Regions from separate parts of the Zea mays genome. Here region 2 is linked to region 1. A link is a contact called in public Hi-C data. All regions are on one chromosome and are shown on one strand. The core of a region is the stretch at or near the end of the contact, and the rest is flanking DNA. Distances in the headings are between cores, read along the strand shown. Region 1 holds the start of LOC100276012. Region 2 overlaps LOC100381576.

Region 1 (7,604 bases), core at 3,508-6,007:
GCTCCTAATGACATGTTTGAGGAGGATTGGATGGACACTTTTGATGATTACATGTCCAAGCAACCAGACGTGACCTCCACTTATGTGCGCACAGAGATGGATTTGTACTTAGAGGAACCACTGCTTCCTAGGACACATGATTTGGATATCATTCAGTGGTGGCAGCATGCTGGGCTTAAATATCCTACTTTGAGAAAGATTGCACGTGATGTTCTTGCAATTCCGGTTTCAACAGTGGCATCTGAGTCCGTGTTTAGCACAGGAGGAAGAATAATTAGTCCACACCGTAGTAAGCTTGCACCATCAATGGTGGAAGCACTCATGTGTATGCAGGCTTGGTCTCGTGCTGACATGTTAGGTACGTGGTCATAATTTTAACAAGATTTATATGTTATTTGTTTTCATGCACATTATAGGAAACAACCAATGATGGCTGCTTTGTTGCAATGTAGGGTCTCCAACTATGATGGGTGTTTTGATGACTTGTCTTGATGAACAAGATGAAGAGATGGTATTGTTTATTTGTTGCTTTAATGACTTGCATTGAAGAGCCTGACTCGAGCTGTTGAGGGTTGTTTTTATTATTTTGCAGGATGAACATGAATCAACAATTGTTGATTAACCATTTGAGATGATCAGATGAACCTGCTTGTTGGATCTAGATGCTTGGCTGCTTGCTGTCTGTTGGAGTGTTGGGTGCTGCTAGCCTGCTACAAACTACTTGTTGAACCTGACTGTCATGTACTCATATTGTGAGAGACTGCTTGCTGTAATATGTATGCTACAAACTGCTTGTTGAACCTGACTGTTTGCTGTAATATGTATGCTGCTACAAACTGTTTGATGCTACAAACTGTTTGCTATTGAGTATTGGCTGTCATGTTGGCCTTGTTTACTTGCTATTGACTAAATGTAATTAATATGTATGCTGTAGTCTTTCATCATTTCATGCCCTTTTTTCTGATGAAGTATGAATGTATGATCTTGTTTGTCACTATATCTTGTACTGTGTTGCTGCTTGGCTGCTGGAAATCAGCACATTTGTTTCGGGTCTGCGGGTCCCCGACGGGTTGCGGGCCTCCACGGGTTCGGGTCCGGGTGCGTGTTTTCACCCGTAATACAATTCGGGTTCGGGTCGGGTCTGCAATTCGGGTTTCGGGTGCGGGTCCGCGGACATTGCACCCGACCCGAACCCGCCCCATTGCCAAGCCTATGTGCAACCATACAACTTTAACCAAATTGACTCCCTTGATCAATGAGCTCATATAAAGCCTTGGTGCATCATGGATGGAACTATCTTCTGCACAAACATGCCATAAGTTGTACTAATCTACAGCAAATTCAATTAACAGTTAATCTCATTATTAAGATTTGCATTCGTTTATGTAGGATTGTCACACTCATTCATGCCCAAACACCCGCATGTATCATTCTCCAGTTTTCACTATAGTCGCGTTAGGGGCTGCACACATGGTTAAACCGGCCATGAATCAAGGCCGGCTAACCATAAGTTTACGACACCCACAGTATGTAAAACTGATTCAATACCTTTTTCAGTAAACCAGTCAAATATTCAATTTCATCCTTTTTTGCTCTTGATACCTTTTCTTCGATTTCTTCAACAGTAGTCCTGCAATCAAATGAACTATATTGGTAACTTAGAAAAGGTGAAGAAAAAGGTGTGCTAATTTCACAAAGGAATATCTTCATGTACTTATACACTAGTTCTCAAACATAGAAGTGAGAACATTGGATGCATCATAACCATCGAAGCCTGCTATTCAAAACCCTGTTTATTTTTTTATATTTCTATTTCCTTTTTTTGGAGGGACGGGGGGCACTTACTTCTCTGAAGATAATGCATCAAGATTCTGCTTTTCAACAAAGTCATCTATCTTTTCAAGGGCAGCAGCCACCTAAAATCATGAAATGATGTTGTTACACCTGAGAGAATGTAGTACATTCTAGCAAGCACTACAAAAGCACAGAGTATTACATAAAGTGGTCCTTAATATACAAGAGATATGTTAAACTGTTAGAATTTAATTACTTATTTTCTAGATATAATAAGAATTTTGTTTTAATTTAAGGTGACCCTAATAGCCAAGTTTTTCTGAAACAATATCATTGTGAATTGATGGATATTGAGTAGCAGCCATGGTCAAAATCACGTCAAAATTATCTGCCCCATTTTCTCCATATCATGTTCATCTCTACTGTCGTCCCAGGCACAATTCAAAACCCAATAACACATTCACTTTCATGTCCGGTCTACCAGAAACCAGAAAACACCAAGTGCACGTCCGCACTGCTTTATAATGATGAGAAATCATTCTACTATTATATGTGTTTCTCTGTTAAATTAGAAGAATGGTTGTTATGTGCTAGCCTGCTAATGCCATTAAGGCTATCTCCAGCAGCTTACACATACTCATACCCATATTCAAACTTCACTCTACGAACAGTGCAGTTTACAATGAAAAATAATGTTTTAGGTGACCATATGGGTGAACTGTTGGACACAGTCTAAGGGCAAGAATCCTGAAAAGGGAGTAAGGGTTTGGCAGAGCTCCAGGTCCAAAAATCTCCTGAGTTGTTTGTTTGAGCTGTTTTCCTTCTATAATAAACAAAAACTGTCTTAGGATCCTTGAGCACAAAAACTCCAGATCTAAGATGAAGCAGCTCTTCTAAACAGCGACTGGGAAGTGGGAACATATGGAAGAAATTAGGAGACAAGAAGACAAAAAAAATGGAGGCTAGCACTGGTAAGACTGTTGAAGTTCGAGAGTTGATGAAACCCCCTATCACCTGTCCAGGTTCGAAGGTCTGCACAAACTTCTTACCGGAAAAATCTGGGGAATGTCGCCCCCCTGATCAGAGTCTTTTCTTAAGAAGACAATAAAATACAAAGAAATGGAGGAGCACAGGCTAAGGCTATTAAGTGGTGTGTGGCCACTACTTGCTGATTACTTGATTGATAAAACCAGTTGCTGAACAATGAACTTCTAAACTGTAACATCTTATAGCAGTAGAAACAGGGGATAAGATGCCTTTAAATTATGGATTTAACAATATATAGTACAATTTCACCCTCTTCATGAATGATACTCTCATATACTTTGTGGTGAAGTGCAACCAAATCGCAACCAGTCCAACCCATTGAATTTAAAAGAATTCCCATAGTATTTGGTGGGAAGAGCTCCTTTTATATTGATAGTGCTGCTACAGTACTACACCTAGAAGTATGAATATAAACAATATCTAAACGGTAATATGTCTCACTGAGTTGAACTTTTTTTTCTCTCGAAAGTCTCACTGAGTTGAACTGTTAATTAACCAGAAACAAATTTTGTCGAAAATCCACAAATTGTGATGAAAGTATGTCAACATGTTTCAGAAAATACTGATTTCAAAAGTACCTGTGTTTCTTGGCAGAAGTCGTCAAACTCATCCTGCAATATGAAGAGAAAACAAATTATTCTCGAATACGCAGGAGAGCTGCCTATCATTTCATTAATAAGAGAAGAAAAAAGGTTTTACAAAATAGAAGAAACACACACACACACCCAGCAGATTGGCAGTTACATTCGTGGGCTTGGCAAACAGAACAGAAGGGACATCAGTTTTGTAATTTAAGAATGCAAGCTTATATATTAGATACAAGTGGTAAACCGTGCAAGTGAGGCAGCAGAAAACATAGCGAGAGACAGGCACAAAGGCATTATATAATAAACAGTTAACATAACATAACCCTTAGCCTAGGTTTTGTTTCTAATCACAGAATGTCCTCATTGCTAATAAAGTAGTAAGCTAGGAATGTAATGGCACTACAAAAGGGAAGCGTGGTCAAGAAATCCATGGTACAGTCAACAGTGGCATGTATTTGAACAAAATCTGAATGCAAAAAGACTATGCAGAGAATAGCTTGGAACAAAAAATTGTACCACTACGTTGGCATGCAGATTCTTCATCACCTGAAAAAATGGAATAATCTACATGAGTCACACACTCACACTAGCATAATCTACACGAGTCACACATTCACTAGCTGGATACAGAACTTAGCTTTGCGTGTTATTCAAATTAGTAGGTATTGCAATGATAAAATAATTTACATGTTCATTGCAAATCGCAGCAATTATTGGACAGTGCATGGATCAGGACACTCACAAGGGTGAGCATCCGGTGCAAACGCTCCTTCTCAGCATCAGTGAAGGACGAGAAAGCGTCATTGACATCCTGAAACGCTCAAGAACATAAGTCAATCGTATGCTTAACCCAGATTTCTGTAGCACGAACAACTGGGAAATCAAATCGTCATCAAGGATATGTGCTCTTCTGCTGGCTCAAACCGTAGCGAGACCAGCATCGCCAAGGGAGGAAACGGGAGTTGAGGAAGGGATGTGGGGCGAGAGAGCTAGCCAACGAACAAAAACTAACCAACCTCGCGGGAGCAGGCGGTGAGGAGGCACTGGATGGAGAGCTTGAACGAGCTCTGGAGCTTGTCGAACCTCCCCGACGCCGCGGGATCCATCGGTGCCGGAATCGGCAAAGGTAGATGCCCTTTTTGGAGCCGCTTCTTGCCGAGTTATGGTCGCCCGCAATTCTTCTCCCCCCGGTGTTTCAACGCGAAATCGGAATCAGCAGGAAAGAAACAGTGGGGAGAATCTCCTCGATTCGCTCGCTCGATAGGCACTGGCGCTGTCACTGAGCTCCTCCACCCGCGCGTCGCTGCCTCCGAGATCCGCCGCCGCCGGGCAACTTCCCCGCGCGCGGCCGCTGTTCGACTTCTCCCCGTGCGTCGCCGACTCCGCGCTTACAGGAATGTTGAATGGGCTAGTTGGGCTGTTCCGAGATGAATCGTAGTTGTAGTGCGGCCCAAATCGATCTGGGCCGTGATGATGGCAGAGGAGTAGGACACATTCGGCGTGGGGACGAGGAGTCAACGAGCTGGGCCGGCGCTTTTGACTATGTGCATGTGAGACACATGTTGCCTTGTCACTTTTATTTGTTTTAGCTTATAGATTATATAATCTAAATTATAAAATTAAATAATCTAGATTAGATAATTTTAATGTAGCTATTTGGCAACCTAATTTATTATAACTTTTATTATTGATTTTAGTCGTGTTATGTAGCGGGAGCAAGAAAAAGTAACTGAAACGTTGTTTTTTAAGGAGTGGTAATGGTGCGTAATTTCACCTGAAGTTGTCATGGGTAGTGGGTCTTTTGCCAAAAATAATAAATATCAAATGAGCACCTCTTAAATCTCTACTATTCTATAAGCTTTTACCGTGGGCGTCCACACTTCACCGTGCCCCCGCTCCCGTCATTCCTGCACCCCTCCCGCGCCGCGCACTGCCCTGTCCTCCTCCATGATCACCGTCAGGCAAACCGGACCGTTCCATCCGCCCGGGTGCCCACTCCCGAAGTTTTCTCTTCTCGACACCGTGCCCGCTGCGGTCGCCTCCCCAACAATCCCCTGAATCTCGCCTCCCGCTCCCGTCTTTCTCCTTTCTCTCCCCGACACCATAGCCGCCACGCTGACCTCCCCCAACAATCCTCTGCATCCACGCAAGGATGCGGAGTTGTTCATGCAGTTACATCTTCCTCAGCGGACCCCTGCCCCGCGTGACTCCCTGGCACACACCCATCCGCTGTGCCCCTCTCCGCGCCACAAATTCCTCATCTCAGAAGTCGCGCTCGAGCTCCACCACCACGCCACCGCCCCCACCCCATGTGACGGCCGCTAGGGCTGGAAAAAAAAGCTCAGGCTCGGCAAGCCGGATCGAGCTCGTCGCGGCTCGGGCAGGCTCGAGCCGGCTCGCGAGCTACCGGCGAGCCGAACCGAGCCGGTTTAGCAAGCTCGACAAAATCTCGAGCCAAGCCGAGCCAGCTCGCACAAGCTCGCGAGCCAAGCCCAGTAACAACGTAACTGCGTAAGTACCAGGCTACCAGCAGCGCTGCAGCAGAGCGGAGCAGCCTAATAGGCCCACAAGCAAAGCAAGCGCTGAAGCGCCTAAAGCTCAAGCCGGCAAGCCGCCCCGGCCCAAACCAGTCACCTAACCCTAACAGCTCGTGCTCGGCGGTGGCGCCTCGGCGGTGCTCCTCAGTCCTCAGCTCCTGTGATAGAGTGACGGCGGCGCTCGTGCTTGTGTTCGGCGGCTGGCGCGAGCACGACCGCGACCGCTGACGGCTGACGCCCTGACGGAGTGAAGGCTGACGATGCCAGGCGCTACCGCGATCGCCGCTGGCCCGCCGTGCGGTCCGGTGTTCCGTAGACGGTGCCCCACCACGCGCGGACGCGCACGCAGCCACGCCGGCACGCCGCGTCGCCGCCTGCCGCCACCCGCCTGCTGCCTCCCTCTACCTGGCCGGTGGCCGCTGGCCCGCTACCTGGCCCAGTGCCCCAATCCGCCATCTGCTGGCTACTCTGCTCATCCACCGCTCGCCTGCACGACCGGTTCCTCATCCACCGACCACCAGTGAGGATCGTCAATTCCTCATCCACCGCTCGAGTTGCAGTTAACACATTATGTAGTTTGTTCAGTTTTATCTTGCAGACTTGCAGTTGCAGTTAACACATTATATATTGTTGATCATAAATTGCTAGGTTATGGAATCTGGTGTGCAAGGGAAGGGGGTGAATCAAAGTAATGAGATAGATTCAGAAAGCAATTCATTTGACAAGAACGATGACATGTCTGAGGATGAAATGATTGTCCTAGGTGGGAGAGAGATTGATGTTGTGGAATCAAATAATGATGACAAAAGAAAAGCCAAGAAAAGGCGTAAGGGGGTGAAAGTAAAGGATAACAACTCTAAATCCAAAGTGTGGGAAGTTTTTGATAAAGTGACTATTGGAGATGCATCCGAGGATGGAAAGAAGACATTAAAGGCAAAGTGCAAGTATTGTAAGAAAATGTATGCCTACATGCAAGGGTCAACGACATCAACATTATCAAGGCATATGAAGAGTTGTGGGGCATATTCAAAGCATTTGGAAAAGAAACTAGATCAATCTCTTCTCAACTTTGCTCCTTCAAATGCAGGTGAATCAGGTTCTGGTCTCCCTACTATCACATCCCCTAGAGATTATAATCATGAGCAAGTTAGAAAATTAATTGCCAAGATGATTATAGTTCATGAGTACCCATTTAGAATGATTGAGCATACATGGTTTAACATTGTCATGAAGTATTTGAATCCACAATATGAGTTCATTGGTAGGAAAACCATTAAAGCAGAATGCTTGAAAGTGTATGAGTCTGAGAAAGAAAAAATAACAAAGGCCCTTAAAGGAGTGGATTATATTTCATTAACTACTGATTTATGGACTTCTAATCAAACATTGTCCTATATGTGTTTGGTTGCACACTACATAGATAGTGATTGGAAAATGCAATGTTGTGTGCTGAATTTCTTTGAATTAGATCCTCCACACAAAGGAACTATGATAGGGCAAGCAGCCTATGAGTGTGTTACAACATGGAAAATAGAGGATAAGATTATTTCTATCACTTTAGATAATGCTGCAAACAATGATGGTGCTATTCGTGGTTTGAGGGCTAGATTTGCAACTAGACAAGGTAATACATTCAGTT
Region 2 (7,604 bases), core at 2,249-4,748, 210 kb after region 1:
ATGATTGCCCCCCAGGGACCATGCTTACTTCGAGCTTCTCGGAACGCCCCGGCTATTTCTTCCCTCACTATATCAATGGCAGCCGGTGCAAGACCACTGGCTCTTTGGTCAAACATAGGTGGGGTTGGTTGTATGTTAGTATGTTGTCTTTCCCCCCATTGGTTTGAGCTGCGTGGTGCATTCCCATTTGCCCTATATGGCTCATAGGTTTGATCGTTTCTTTCCGGCCTTCTAGGTGGGGCCGGAAAGCTTTCCTGGACTCTGGATCCTGAATTAATGGGCTGGTGCATTGCATAGTGTGATGGGAAGTGTTGCTGGGACGGGCTAGGATTCAGGTAATAATCCTCCTCAAAAGACTCATGCGCGGACTGTCCGGATACGTACCCGGACCATCTGTAGTTATATGCGGACCGTCCGTTGTTGTATGCGGACCGTCCGACTGGGTAGTTTGGGTTCTGTGACGTATGTGGTGGCTCGGGTGCATGTCTGGGTACTTCATTAAAAACGGGCTCGGTCGTGGCTGGCCCGGACGGTCCGCGATCACGCGCGGACGGTCTGGACATGTGCAGATCGGCTGTTTTGCTGCCGATTTGCGGTTGCTCAGGGTATGTGTCCATCGGTATCCCATAAAGGGGTTGTGACTGGTCGTGACAACCTACAGCCGATGTATTACGCGTATTACCCCCTAATTCTACCTCCTGTGATAGGAAATTTGCAATGCTAGATTTGTCAAATGCACGTGCTAATCTCCTATAGTCGTTTTGCATATCCCCTATGATATTTTGCATTTGCTCACGCTGTTCATCTACATAATTCTTAAGAGATTGCAGCTCGTTTGTATTACTTACATTGGGGATGTCTGGCGTGGGTCGCAGTGAAGCCGGATCCGTCGCCCGATGTCGGACGACTTTGTTGTTCCTGTCCACTTTGAAGTTGGCCAAGAACCTCGCTTTTGCCTCCTGGATCATCTGCTCCTTATGCTCCTCAAACTGGAGCTGTTCGTCAGCCGGCAATGTGTCCCAAGTCGGCTCTATGATGTTGCTTGGAGATACTTCAGAACTATCCCTTGAACCGGCCATTGGGGGCCGATTTGATAGGTCGAAATATGTCTTCCCCAGCAGAGTCACCAAAAAGTATGTTGGCGCTTTTTCGGAACGCCAAATACTCAAGAAGAACTGGCGGCGGTACTCTCTGGTCAGGCGCGGACGGTCCGCGGCACAGGGCCGGACGGTCCGCGACCTGGCGTGAGGCGGCGGTGCTCTCTGGTCAGGCGCGGACAGTCCGCGGCACAAGGCCGGACGGTCCGCGACCTGGTGCAGGAGCTCGGGTTCCCTGCCTGACGACCGGACGGTCCGCGCCCTAGGGTCGGACGGTCCGCGCGTGCGCAGGGGCGGCGGAAGATCGCCGGCGGCGCCTGGATCTCGCTCCCGGGAGGGACCCCGTCAGGGAGGAGAGATCCTAGGAGTTGTCTAGGCTCGGGCAGGCCGACCTAGACTCCTCTAATCGACGTAGAGTCGAGGAGAGGCGGAGAATTTGGGGATCGAGAGGCTAAACCTAAACTAGACTATAACTACTCCTAGGATAAAATGTGAAATAGAAGTTGTATTGATTCGATTGATTGTTCCAAATCGGCCGTAGACCTCTCTTTTTATAGAGGAGGGGGGCTGGACCCTTTACACAACTGGATTCCGAGCTAATTCCGCAAATCTAGCCAACAAACATAGCACAAAACTCGGAACCCTAAACTGCTCTGCGCATGCGCGGACCGTCCGGCCCACAAGCGCGGACTGTCCGGACCGTGGACCGTCCGGCCTTAGGGCCGGACCATCCGCCAGGCTCAAAATGGTGCTCAACAATTCCGAAAACGTTCGTTCCGTTCTCGTGAAAACAAAAAAAATAAGTACCATACCATGTACTATATTCTCGTTCCTCGATCCTACTTATCCGAGAACCTGGTTACTAACTTAGTGCCAACATGGACAAGCAGAGTGTTTGTCATTTGCTTTCTGACTACTGAATAAAGGGATGCGCTGCTGCTTATCTAAACAGAATACATGTATGATGTATCTTGATCTTGGTCGCATGTTTTATGTATTCATGTAGCAGGATGTTCCTGTGGCTACCAACATATGTTAATATAGACAGAATCATGCAGAAACCATTGCAGTAGTGTGCCAGCATAGATCGGGTTTTTGTGTTTGCTTTTTCATATTTTTCTATTTTTCTATGTATTTATAATTCTTTCTCATTCTTATGAGTTAGGATCAACTATATTGTTTTTAGTAGAGCACACTTATTCTAGATAAGGTAGTGTATTCCTCAAATTTAGTGGGATGACTGCATTCCTCGTATAAGTGTTAATTATTAGTTTGTGAGAAATGAGGTGATCATAAATTAATTCATTCTATTCCACAAACCAAACACACACAAAAAACTAGAGAGTGAGATGAGATGGACGGTATTAGTCCACCAACCAAACACCCCAATAGTTAACTGCTTAACACAATAACACAGTGTAGTTGTGCCACATAAAAGAAGTTGCACTTTTAAGTACTATAAAAGTTGGACGAATTGAAATGTGCAGTTTCTCTATCAATGAACCCAGGTTTCTATTGTTGCGTTGTTTCCTTCAGAAATGTTTTTGCCTTCATGTTTACGTAATTTCTAAAACGGTTTCCCTACAGAGTGTTCATTAGAGATCATCAATTATCAATCCCCCTAAACCCAAATCTCTTTGCACATTTGACGAACCAACAGTTTACAGGAGGAGACGAAGTCAACGCATGACAACAACAAAACGAACAGGTCAATACCTTTTTCTTTGAGAGATCTTCTTGCCCTATCACCTTCTATCTGGTTGGAATCGATTTGCTTAACCGTACGTCGTCTTTTTTGTGTGTAATTCACTGATTTTCGCCCTTCGCTTGTGACGTGATCTTGACCTATTTCTTTTTTTGCTGGAGGGCGTATTTATGCTCGTATTTTGGAAGAGAGTTATTAGGTCGGGATGGCCGGCCATGGTCCGAAGTACAAAGACACCGACAAACTCACATCCAGAAACAGCTCACCAGCAAATCTCATCAACTCACACCGCGTCCACGGTCTACAATTGCAAATGGCACGAAGAAAAAAAAAATTCGAGCCATGATCAGTAAACATCCATCAAATAGCCCCAAACATGGTGGAATTCGTCATGACAGGCCACGCACGCATAAATAACACCATCCAGCACGCCACCATATTTTTACACTACAAATAGCTGCCCGGAGAACAGGGCAGAAATGGACGACAATCTAAGGTACCACTAAACTCAGCAGGAAAAGCTTTACAAAAGAGGAAGCAAGATGATGCCAGCAGATCCATCTCCATTCGAATGTGGCGGCGCCAGGTGATGATTTCCGGGGGCCAGGGAAGAACCAAAACCTAACTTAGAGCGAGCGATGTCACTGTCAATCACCCCACCTGTGTCGCGGGCCACCACAAGAGAGGCGCTGCGGACTTGATAAATATAGCATCATCCTCTCGTCATCTAATCGTTTACCCTTTCTCCCTATCTCCTACAGGTCCTACCAGTCTCTGCGCTAACGAATCTCCTCCAGTGCTGCAGGCCAGAGTCACCTTGTTGGCTGATCAGATGCCTGGTTGGTGGCGGTCGACGGTGCCGCTGATATCGCTGGATGCGGGTGCGGGTGCGCTCCATTGTCCTGTGGAGGTGCCGATCCCCACTTCGGGTCCCCGTCTAATGGCTCCACCACATGGACCTTGCCGTCGCTCATGCCGATCGCGATCTGGTTAGGCTCCATGGGGTGCGCAGCGACTACCAACGGGTAGACCCGTCCAGCACTGTTGGATAACATGGACCAGGTCAGAAACGGCAGCTAGACATCTATCACTTGCAAAATGGATGGTACAGGCACAGCCAAGACTGAAAGCAAGTAGTTTAATTTAGGCGGAGATCCATTCATACCAGGCTAGTATTGAAGGTGGAATGTAAGCGGAAGGAGCAATCCGGCAGCGCAGCCTAAGAGATTCTGCTTCGAAGACTCCGATAGCACCATCGCAGAACCCAGCGTAAACCAAGAGACCGTCGCACGAGTATATCGCACTCGATATCGGAGCTGGGAGTGCATCTCTTGGAGACCACTGCATATGTTCAAATTTATTAAGAGAATTAATAGTAGGATGAGAACACCCAATGTAACAACTCTAGGCGCAATTGAAGGTAATGATATCATCATTCCGATAAAAAAACAGATCCATGACAAGTGGTACCATAGCATTACTAAGGCATAAACTGTGCAACCTACGATTTATTAATGTTGGTATATGATTATACATCATGAATCTGGTAATAAAGCTCGGTTTTTAAATCAAGTTGATAATATCAGTCACATATCATGGAGAATGTGAATGTACAGTGGTACAAAAAAAGAAGTGTGCCGATTAGAAATGAGAAATTAGTAGTCAAATCTTATTCACCGTAGGAGAATTGGCAAAGCCAAAACATTACTAGATCACGAACTTACCAAGCGCAAACAGTCAAGATTCCCATCATAGATTCCCAACTGGCTCTCATGGACGACCAAAAGATGTGTTTGGTCATTGTGAAACTGCACCCTTGTGTCACCAACCAAAGTGCCAGGTCGGTTTGCTGGGGGTTGGATATATCTTGATTTCTTTTTTTCCCAGCCATCAATACTCCACACACATAGCTACAGAATTTGCACAAGAAATCAATTACCCAGAGAAAGACAGATACATTCTTGTCAGAGTGACTGCAATCAAAATTTTGTATATTAATGGAACTAACATAAGCAAGTAGTTTTCTCGCACCTTATTTGATATTCACACAAAAAATGATAGAACAAAACCTACCTGAGCATCAGCACCTGATGATACTAGCACATTCATTGATTGAGAAAAGGCCAGCCCCGTAATCTTCTTCTGATGTCCCTTGAGCTTACTTTTGACCTGATGTAAGATTAAAGGCAGATCAATAAAAAGACTGCAAATATGCGAAGGAAAACAGATGTATTGAAGTGTGTAGGATTTGGGATTACAGCAGTTAATGATACAACAAACTCCCAAATGGCCAAATCTATAACTCTTGAAGGTTAACTAATTGGGTACTACTGTGTAATCACATATTATTTCTTTGCAATACAAGTATGAAAAACAACATTGCAAGGTCTACCAAGCTATATTCCAAAATACAAAATTACTTCCATTATTTAAATATAAAAATATTTAACTCGCCAAACAATCTCCAATAGATAGTTGAGAAAAACTTCTCTATGTTAGTCAAATTATTTCGACTACAAATTCTCTATGTTAATTAAATTATTTTGAATATCAAGTCCCTATGCTAGTTAAATTATAAATGATCATAATTCATAACAAATATTATAGTGCCATTTTGACAATTCAAATGATGAAGCAAGTTTTGAAAGTCTTGTAAGTCAAATATAAAGTTCAGTTGCTAAATTAAAAAAACATAATTTGCATAATGGGCACTTTGTTTCGTATTAAGGAAAAAAGCGACGATAGCATACATCATCAATGCGGACATTGTAGATTTGGATGGTAGAGTCCTCCATTCCAATGGCGATGATATTATTATCTTGTGGGTGGAATGCAAGGAAAGTTGCAGCAGGTGGAGGTGCCATGAAAGTAGTCATGACCTGTCAGAGATCCCAGATCCAAGCTTTAGGGTAAGAAATTGGCAATGATGCGATCATGGTATAACAATTTTTATCTGAAGCTATCAGCAGCAAACTACAACTACCATTGACTCATGGACATCTATGAGACGAACAAAATTATGGTGAGGCGCTGAAAAGGACATCTACCTTAAATGTCATCATATTGAACAACGAGACTTTGCCACCAGATGCAGACATAACATAGGAGTCATTTTTGGACAATGCAATGCAGGCGGTTGCTTCTTCTGGGTTGCCATCATTCGTGTCATTTGTCATCAGAATCCCATTTGCAGGTTGCCACAGGTGAGGTGCAACAGATGCAGTAGACTAACAGGATACAAAAATAACAAATTTCAGAAAGCAAGCACACAAGATTGCCATTAAAAATGAGGTAGAATTCTCTAGTCTAACCTTGCCGCTAGGATTTCTGTCGCTCCGTTGCCATTTCCACAACTTATGAACAGCATTGGAGCCAAGAGCCAAGAGTGCAACCCCATTATTTGTATATAACAAACGGACAATCTGCGGAACAAAGAAATAAACGTAACCTACATCAGAGATTTTCATAACCTAGAACATCAATATAAAGACCAACTCATGTGTCAGTTTGATTCTGCATGCATGATTAAACAACTTAATCACAATTCATCATACTTTGCTTGGATTAGTGTCTGTGTCTGTCAAATGCAGAGCTCGAAGATGTCCATTATCAACAATGTCAGCCAACTTCCAGGTTTTGACCTTTTCGGATTCATCTGTTATTCTTGGCTTAACATCTGGAGTTCTGCTAGCATCCATAGGTGCCTGCGAATTTTTTACCTTTAGCAAACCTACATAATGAATAGCAAGAGACGATGGGAAAGGCAGAAGGAACTCACCAAGCCACTTGTCGACACTGCAGGCAAGATCCGATCAGGTCGCTCGGCATTTACTGCTATAGGACTGCTGACATTTGAAACAGGACCAAGGGCGACAATTGGAGGCTGCAATAAAAAAACCAAACGTGATAGTAAGCTAACAACAAACCTTGTCAATATCCACTAAAATTCCAACATGAATTGAAAGCAAAAGAAGGCATGTAAGTGGTGAAGTACAGTCAGATGAATCTTCATTAACTACAGTCAGATGACTGCTTAACACCCATTCTGGTGTATTTTCCCAATGCACCAGAAGGAGATAGAAACAATTAGCTTTTCCTTCACCACAAATATACAACAGTTGTCGAGTAATTATGCCTATGACAGCAGCTAACAACAATTCCAGATGCAGAAAATAAGATACTCATAAGTGACTTTTTGAGGTTGTCTGAAGCCAACTGTTCTAAATTGACAACGGAATACTTATTTCAAGTAATATGAGTATTTGCTATATTCTACAGGCGTTATAATAAAAAAAGTCAAAATTTACAGAGATCCCACTTATTGTTGACTGGAGCGAGAACTTGTCCAGGTTAGACATTCTGCCTGGGTTTTGTGGCAAATTGCAGCTCTGAACAAATAGGCTTGTAGGGTCTAACAAAATTTCCATTGTGACAGAAGAATAAATGTAAATAGAACCAAGTTATGTGGAACAAAATAATATATATCACTACCTTGGTGTTTATTTGTTGAGGAGGTCCTCTAGAGCCCTCAAATGCTCTACTCTCAAGCATCCTAAGCAAGCGTTGTCCATCAGTGTTGGCAAGTATTTTTATTCCATTATCACTTGTGGTAACTGCAAGTAATGAACCTTCTCTATTGAATCTCAAACGAGGGCTTGCCTGCAAAATATCAGTAAAAAGCTTCAGCATGGTAACAGAAAAAAGAACTCAACCAGAGCGGGAAGACGTCCCCTAGGCATTGCGATAAGAAACTGTACCAGGATTTGAACGCAGACAGGCAAGGGGAGACCCCCAAGCACACT

What was found. A called contact is a pair of places that touch in the nucleus more often than the background predicts.
Region 2: a contact with region 1 is called in a Hi-C map of ear, with 5 times the contacts expected there. The contact joins the enhancer-like site here to the promoter of LOC100276012 in region 1. A contact is called at or near these places in 5 of 25 Hi-C or Micro-C datasets (ear, endosperm, leaf and 1 more).

Annotation. Positions count from the first base shown.
Region 1 is chr10:77,654,216-77,661,819 of Zm-B73-REFERENCE-NAM-5.0, forward strand. It overlaps LOC100276012, which reads right to left and starts at 4,758. Exons shown (of 8, transcript NM_001149906.2): 1 at 4,445-4,758; 2 at 4,171-4,239; 3 at 3,945-3,974; 4 at 3,420-3,452; 5 at 1,846-1,916; 6 at 1,549-1,630. The coding sequence starts at 4,534.
Region 2 is chr10:77,869,598-77,877,201 of Zm-B73-REFERENCE-NAM-5.0, forward strand. It overlaps LOC100381576, which reads right to left. Exons shown (of 25, transcript NM_001174401.2): 16 at 7,294-7,461; 17 at 6,581-6,685; 18 at 6,357-6,506; 19 at 6,114-6,224; 20 at 5,850-6,029; 21 at 5,553-5,681; 22 at 4,876-4,971; 23 at 4,527-4,712; 24 at 3,968-4,143; 25 at 3,615-3,843. The coding sequence ends at 3,615. Among protein-coding and RNA genes, the nearest start is that of LOC100381576, 7.8 kb to the right of the region's middle. Within about 2 kb of position 3,499, at least 17 of the 20 cell types and tissues checked have an H3K27ac peak or open chromatin away from gene starts, as enhancers often do. A contact at or near this core is called in ear, endosperm, leaf and 1 more, where this site is marked.